Linked DNA regions of Sus scrofa: region 1 is linked to region 2. A link is a contact called in public Hi-C data. All regions are on one chromosome and are shown on one strand. Each heading gives the region's core, a stretch centred on a gene start, on an enhancer-like site or on the middle of the called end of the contact. The rest is flanking DNA. Distances are from core to core; before and after follow the strand shown. Region 1 has its middle 230 kb from the start of PROX1. Region 2 has its middle 110 kb from the start of PROX1.

What was found. Hi-C and Micro-C count contacts between places; a contact is called where the count stands out from the background.
Region 1: a Hi-C map of liver shows a contact between it and region 2, with 7 times the contacts expected there. The contact joins two enhancer-like sites. A contact is called at or near these places in 3 of 47 Hi-C or Micro-C datasets (liver and skeletal muscle).

What each region holds. Positions count from the first base shown.
Region 1 is chr9:129,804,713-129,807,803 of Sscrofa11.1, forward strand. No RefSeq gene overlaps it. Among named protein-coding and RNA genes, the nearest start is that of PROX1, 230 kb to the left of the region's middle. Within about 2 kb of position 1,544, at least 5 of the 83 cell types and tissues checked have an H3K27ac peak or open chromatin away from gene starts, as enhancers often do. A contact at or near this core is called in liver, where this site is marked.
Region 2 is chr9:129,457,026-129,460,046 of Sscrofa11.1, forward strand. No RefSeq gene overlaps it. Among named protein-coding and RNA genes, the nearest start is that of PROX1, 110 kb to the right of the region's middle. Within about 2 kb of position 1,611, at least 2 of the 83 cell types and tissues checked have an H3K27ac peak or open chromatin away from gene starts, as enhancers often do. A contact at or near this core is called in liver, where this site is marked.

The DNA of each region.
Region 1 (3,091 bases), core at 294-2,793, 350 kb after region 2:
AGCTGAGTCAAGAATGGCTGCCTTTTTATCCCCCCCTCTCTCTACATTATAGAAGGAAGCAGGTCCCTGCCGCTTTTGTCATCCCTCCTTCTGGGCCGAGCTCCATTTGCTGGTGAACAGGGCTTATCTTCACTCTCCCCCTCGAAATACTGTAACATTGAGCATCCTTTCATGTCTGTGCTTTTAAAGTAAATCTTTGGACAATTAAAGATATGAAATGGCTAAATAGAGTTCTGCGGGCGTTGTTCTCTCCTTTTTAAAGGTTTAATCACACTTAATGGCTCTCTTCAAAACTTGAATTTTCCATTTTGGTGTTTTGACTCCATTGAAAGAGTTTACTAATATTCTTTCAAAAGTATTCTCTGCTCAAATGAGCTATTCAATAAAGTTTTATGGCAGGCTATAGGATTGACGGCTAAATGGAAAATAATTTAAAGGGAGATCAGCATCAGGGGTGCCGTTCATTGCTACGGTTTTTGTTAGTCAAACCATCATCGTCAATATCGAGTCCATTAAAAGTCGATGGGAAGGAACAAGATTATCATTTGGATGTAAGGGAGACCATTGCACATGCAATTTCAACAACCCCCTTTTCCTTGAAGATCGGTTATTGTTCAGCCTTGTGAGTCTAGAAATAGGAAAAACCCTCTTTCTTCCCTTGCTTCCTCCCATCTTCCTTCTCCACCTCTCTCTTTTCTTTCCTCCTGAAGAGCCGTGGACAAAAGAGTGGGGGTGAGTGAAAGGAACCAGTCAGATTGTTTTGAACAAATCGCCCTGACTCCAGTCTTGCTCCTGCCGAGTTCTCTCTGGTTCTCACTTGTCACCGTCAGGAGCAGGAAGCCGGCTGGACACGGAGGACCCCCTGGGTCATACTCACAGTCCAAGTGATAGAACTGGCTACTCACAGAGGAAATTTAGTGGAAAATAAAAGCCGGTACTCCCTGACAGCATCTCTCTTAGCCCCTAGACTCTCTGATGGGCTAAGTGATAGGGGGATGCGAGAGATCCTAAAGAGATACATTGGCTCGGAAAAGAAAACCGATGCTCTGTGACCTCATTGGCACACCCCTCATTGGCACACCCCTTCTCCCCGCTGCCCTCCAGCCGGCTTTCCTCAGTTCCTTCTTCCCACAAAGTGCCCGTGAGCACGTGCAGCATGCCCAGGAGTGTGCTAAGTGCTAAGACAAGTTCAATGACCACCTCACCCGAGCAGTTTCACATTTGGCTGAAGAAACCACAAGTCATGCAGATAATGGAAACTGCTCAGAAGACCTGATCTGCGATCCAGGCATTGTCACCTGCTAACCATGTGATCTCTAGGAAGGCATTTAACTTCTCTGAGACGCCCTGTTTCTCTTTCAAGAAGAGGGCTGCTGAGATCAAGTAGCATTCATGACGCTCTGAAAGTATCTCATTATTTGTTTGCTGTTTTACGTCCCTTCCTCTCCTCCCCCAATGTAAACTCCATGAGACCAGGAGGCTTGGCTAATTATTCACTTCTGTATCTCTGTACCCAGGACAGAGGCTGGCACAGGGCAAATACTCAGGAAATAATTGCTGAGTGGATGCATGGATTCTGGTTATAGAAATCTTGAAGGCTGAACCACTGACCTACCAAGACTTGCTTGGTAGGATTTATGATGTAGGGGAGAAGAAGAGTATTTCAGGAGTTCCTGTTGTGGCCCAGGGGAAATGAATCCGACTAGGAACCATGAGGTTTCAGGTTCGATCCCTGGCTTCGCTCTGCGGGTTAAGGATCCAGCATTGCCATAAGCTGTGGTGTAGGTCACAGACACGGCTCAGATCTGGTGTTGCTGTGGCTCTGGCATAGGCCGGCAGCAACAGCTCCGAATAGACCCCTACCCCTAGCCTGGGAACCTCCATATGCCATGGGTACAGCCCTAAAAAGACAAAAGGCCAAAAAAAAAAAAAAAGAAAAAAGTATTTCAAAGAGATAGCAGCAGAGGGAACAAAACAGAACAAAAGCAAGTTCTATTTCAAAGTACTGAAAAGACCAGTTTGCACTCAGGAATAATTAGATGTGCTCTGGGAACCATGGATTTGGACCTGATCTTAGAAGACCTCATATCCCAGCAGTAGCCGGTGGGGAGACAGTGATGGGCTCTGATCAGGGTTGTTACTTGAAAAAAGTAATGTTCTAAAGCGATCCATCAGGCAGCAGTATCCCGGACTGAAGACGGTAGAGAACTAAAGTAAGAGGACATTGCAGCAACAGAGCCTGAATTAGCACCACGGAAATGGCCTGTAAAGGAAAGGAGAATTAGGAGCCTGGACAAAGCGAGAATCAGTGGGGCTGGGTCCCCAAGGAGCTATGAGGAGAGGAAGGAGAAAGCATTTAAGATACAAAGACTAGAGTGCTGGTAGAATCAACAGAAACAGGGACATCTGGAGGAGGCCACGTTTAAGAGACACAGAGTGGCGTGGTTCTCCCTCCTTTCGAGGTGCTGGTGGAACACCCGGGTGGAAACGTGCACCAGCAATGGCAAATGTTGGGCTGGAGAAAGGCCCGCGGGTGGGGGCCGAAGAGAAGCAACATGGAAGCCATCCCCTTGGAGGTGACAGAGAAAACCATGCGAGGTGCTGACGCCTTAGAAGACGAGGAGAATAGAGGCCCAAGGGCAGAACTTGAGTGAGTGAGGTGAGAGGCAGAGAAGGAAGAGCAGAGCAGCAGGAGCACTTGGGGAGGATGGAACATGGACAGGGAGGGAAGACGCCCGCTTGGTTCAGGCTCACGAGAGAGACTTCTGGAAATGCCTCTCGCTGTGTCCAGGTCAGGATCCACGCGCAGGAGAGGGTCATTACGGGGAATGCCCTCATGAGCTTTGCGAGGATGCTCCATCACGCCAAGGGCCACAGCACAGATGTCAAGGGGAATGAAAAATCAGAGAAGGTGTTTAGAGCCGCCCACGCGGAGGTCGTCCAGAAGAACCGGCGAGGGCCTGTAAGATTTTCCTATGTGGGAACTTACACCACCAAGGGACGTGACACACTGTCAGCCTTTCTCGAAGACTGCACACTGGAAAGTCCTGTGTTTCCTTATCATCTCCCATCCACAAGGAATGTCACATGG
Region 2 (3,021 bases), core at 361-2,860:
CCCAGAGCCTTTCCTTGTGGCTCAAGATTCCTCATGCTTCATGGCTGGGGTTCAGGACAAGTATCTCAGAAAAAAGGAAAAAGAAAAGAAAATAGGCAGGAGCTGTCATGCCTTTTATCTCCTAGCCTTGGAAGTCACATGCATCACTTCTGCCATGGTTAGCGATCCACCCAGATTCAAGGGGAGGAAATAGGGACTTCACTTATCGATGGAAGAATATCAAAAACACAGTGTACAAAAGGCGTGTATGATGAAAGATATTGTTGAGGGTACTTTTTGGAAAAGCAATCTTCCACAGAGTTCTTGGCTCAAGAATACGCAATGGAGAGGGATTCAGGAAGAGATCTCTGGTCCAGGGTTTCCAGAAGCATATCGTGTGTTAACACAAGTGAAAGGCTTAGACTAGTGCTTTGGCATATGACAAGACTCAATAAATAGCAACTGCTCTCATCGTCACCATCATTGCCATCAGCCTCGACATCAGCATCACCACCACAGCCATTATCACCACTGCCATCACCACTGCCGTCAACCTTGTCATCAACACTGTCACCAGCATCATCTCTGAGGAACCCATGGAGATGGTTCTGTTATCACAGGAGATAGGCTACTATGAAGCCCGTGTAATTTAAGTGAGGTTTTGGTTGTCCCTACATCATTCAGTGATAGTTCTCTACCTGAACTTGGGCTTCTGACTCCTCTTGGGGACCTACGATGTAGGGTTTGGGGACCTTGTAAGGAATAAACCATGTGTTAAAACAGCATTGAGAGCCCAGGACATCAGCCACTGCTTCTGTTTCTCTGATGCTAATGACTTCAGAAGAGATTAAGTCAGTAGGTTTTTCAAGCATCCTTTAAAAAAAAAAAAAAGCAAGCAATTTAAAAACTAATAACCATAAAACTTTATAAGAAACCTCAAATTTGGATAATTTAGATTAAAAAATTAGACTTGTTTTTTCATTTTGAAACAATGTGTCCTAAGTGAAGTAGCAAAACAAGTTTGTAGGAGAAGATGTTTAATTATGAGGAGCCAAACTTTTATCTATACAAATACTATATTTATAGAAAGGAGAAATGTCACTTGTCATTAAATCTAGTCTCCGGAAGCACACTTACCAATACTCTTATTTGATGGTGCTTAAATATTTGAAAAGTAAGCAATGTCTTTAAAGAACTCCTCTGTAATGCCAACCAGCCTTTTGAAAACTTGATTTTTCTGTAAAAACTCTGAAATTATGTTTGTCTAGCCCACGTGTTTTGTTTTGTTTCTTTTGTTGTTTCATTTTGGGTTGGTGTTTGGAGAGCTGATTTTCCCTGGAGGGAACAGAACCAAATCAGTCAATAGCCACTGGTTCTCAGCCAAGCTGAGCTAACGGCAGGGCATCTGAGGGGTAAGAGTGATCAAACATTGGTTTGTGCTTCTGTCTTAGTGAACCTTCGTGTTCACTCTGGGGAGCCAGAAGCAACTTAGAGCGTCAAGAATATAGGTCAGCATTGCTTTATGTAACCGTCCCCCTTTTTGTTTTCAGATGGGAGAACAGGGCAAGGGTAACTGTTCATAGAGTTATTGAGCCTGTATTGAGCCTGGGGTCTGTCCAAGGAGACAGAGTCCAGTTGATGTTGGACGCTCATTGACTGGCGTCAGCAAATGAGAAGGATGGTGGTGAAATCTCCCTCTCAGGTGTGTTGGGCAAAAATAGCAGCTCACCTCTTGAGACCAACGACTGGACTTTCCTTTCTGAGGAAGTGTCTGGAACTAACCCTGTGATCATGGGTTTGTGTGCCTCCGTTTCCTCACGTGTGTGAAACGAGACTAATAGCATTTACCACATAGGATGCTTATAAGGAAAAAGAAGGAATACATGCAAAGAGCTTCCATCAGTGTCTTGCACGTAGCTGTCCTCACCAAATGCTACTGTTTCTCTACACCTGATACCAATGGCAGCCATTTATGGAAAACTTGCTCTGTGGCCGAACCGTGTTAAACTTGCGATGGATGTTACTTCCCTTTATCCTGACAACGACTCTGTGTGGGGGCTCCTTTCACCCCCTTTTCACAGATGAGAAGACAGAGGGTGAAAGAATGGGGATTCTAACCCAGTTTTTTCTGTCACCAAACCTTGCGATCCTCCCTCCACGTGGCACCGTGTTACAAACAAAAGAAAATCGCCTTGTCATTAGCATACTGGCTATTCCCTGAGAAGGCTAGGAGGTTATTCTCAGCCTGTAAACTGACGTGACAGAGCTGTGGCTGCACTTTTTTTCTGCATCAGCTCGCAGGGTGCTGTGTTCGGAAGATACTTGATAACGGCTTTCTGTTCTCCCCTGCGACTGTTGTTGCTGATGACGCTGATGTTGTAACCCCAGACCTATAGCAGGGACCCTGCACACGAGCTCCAGCCTGAGCGTTGTGGGACACTCCGTGAAGGGTGGGGGGAGAGCAGACGGCCCCAGAAATCCTCAACACTCCCCTCTTCCGCGACATGTTCAGCCAGAGTCAGACCAGCTTCTTTCAAGGTAACTTTCTGATCACACCTCTCTCCTCCCGTACTTCTCTCTCTCTCTCTCTCTCCTTTTTTATTTCTCTCAAATCGCAAAAGGGAAGATTGATAGCTGGAATGGAAAAACCCATGATGTGGCCTCACCAATCCAGGTCTAGACTGGGGTGGGGGAGATCCTCTTTCCTCATCTGTTTGTTTAAAGATAAAGAGGCCCTTTCAGTCCACGTGGGGTCCAGCAATTTAACCATAAACGGTATTAATGGATGTCAGAAAGTACCTGCTCTTTTGGGCTGTGCGGGGAGGGACATGAACCCTGATCTGTCTGGGCCAAAGCCCCCAATTTCAAAGTGTTGTCTTTTTAACTGCTTGTTCTAGTGTCTCATAGTTCAGGTTTAAAATGGAAAAAAAAAAAAATTGTTAAAGCCTTTTGTATTTCTAATACACATATTAGATCCTGGAATTTCAGATCTGCCAATAACTCTCTCTGTTCCAAAGAAAAAAAAAAAGCTCATTTTTTTTT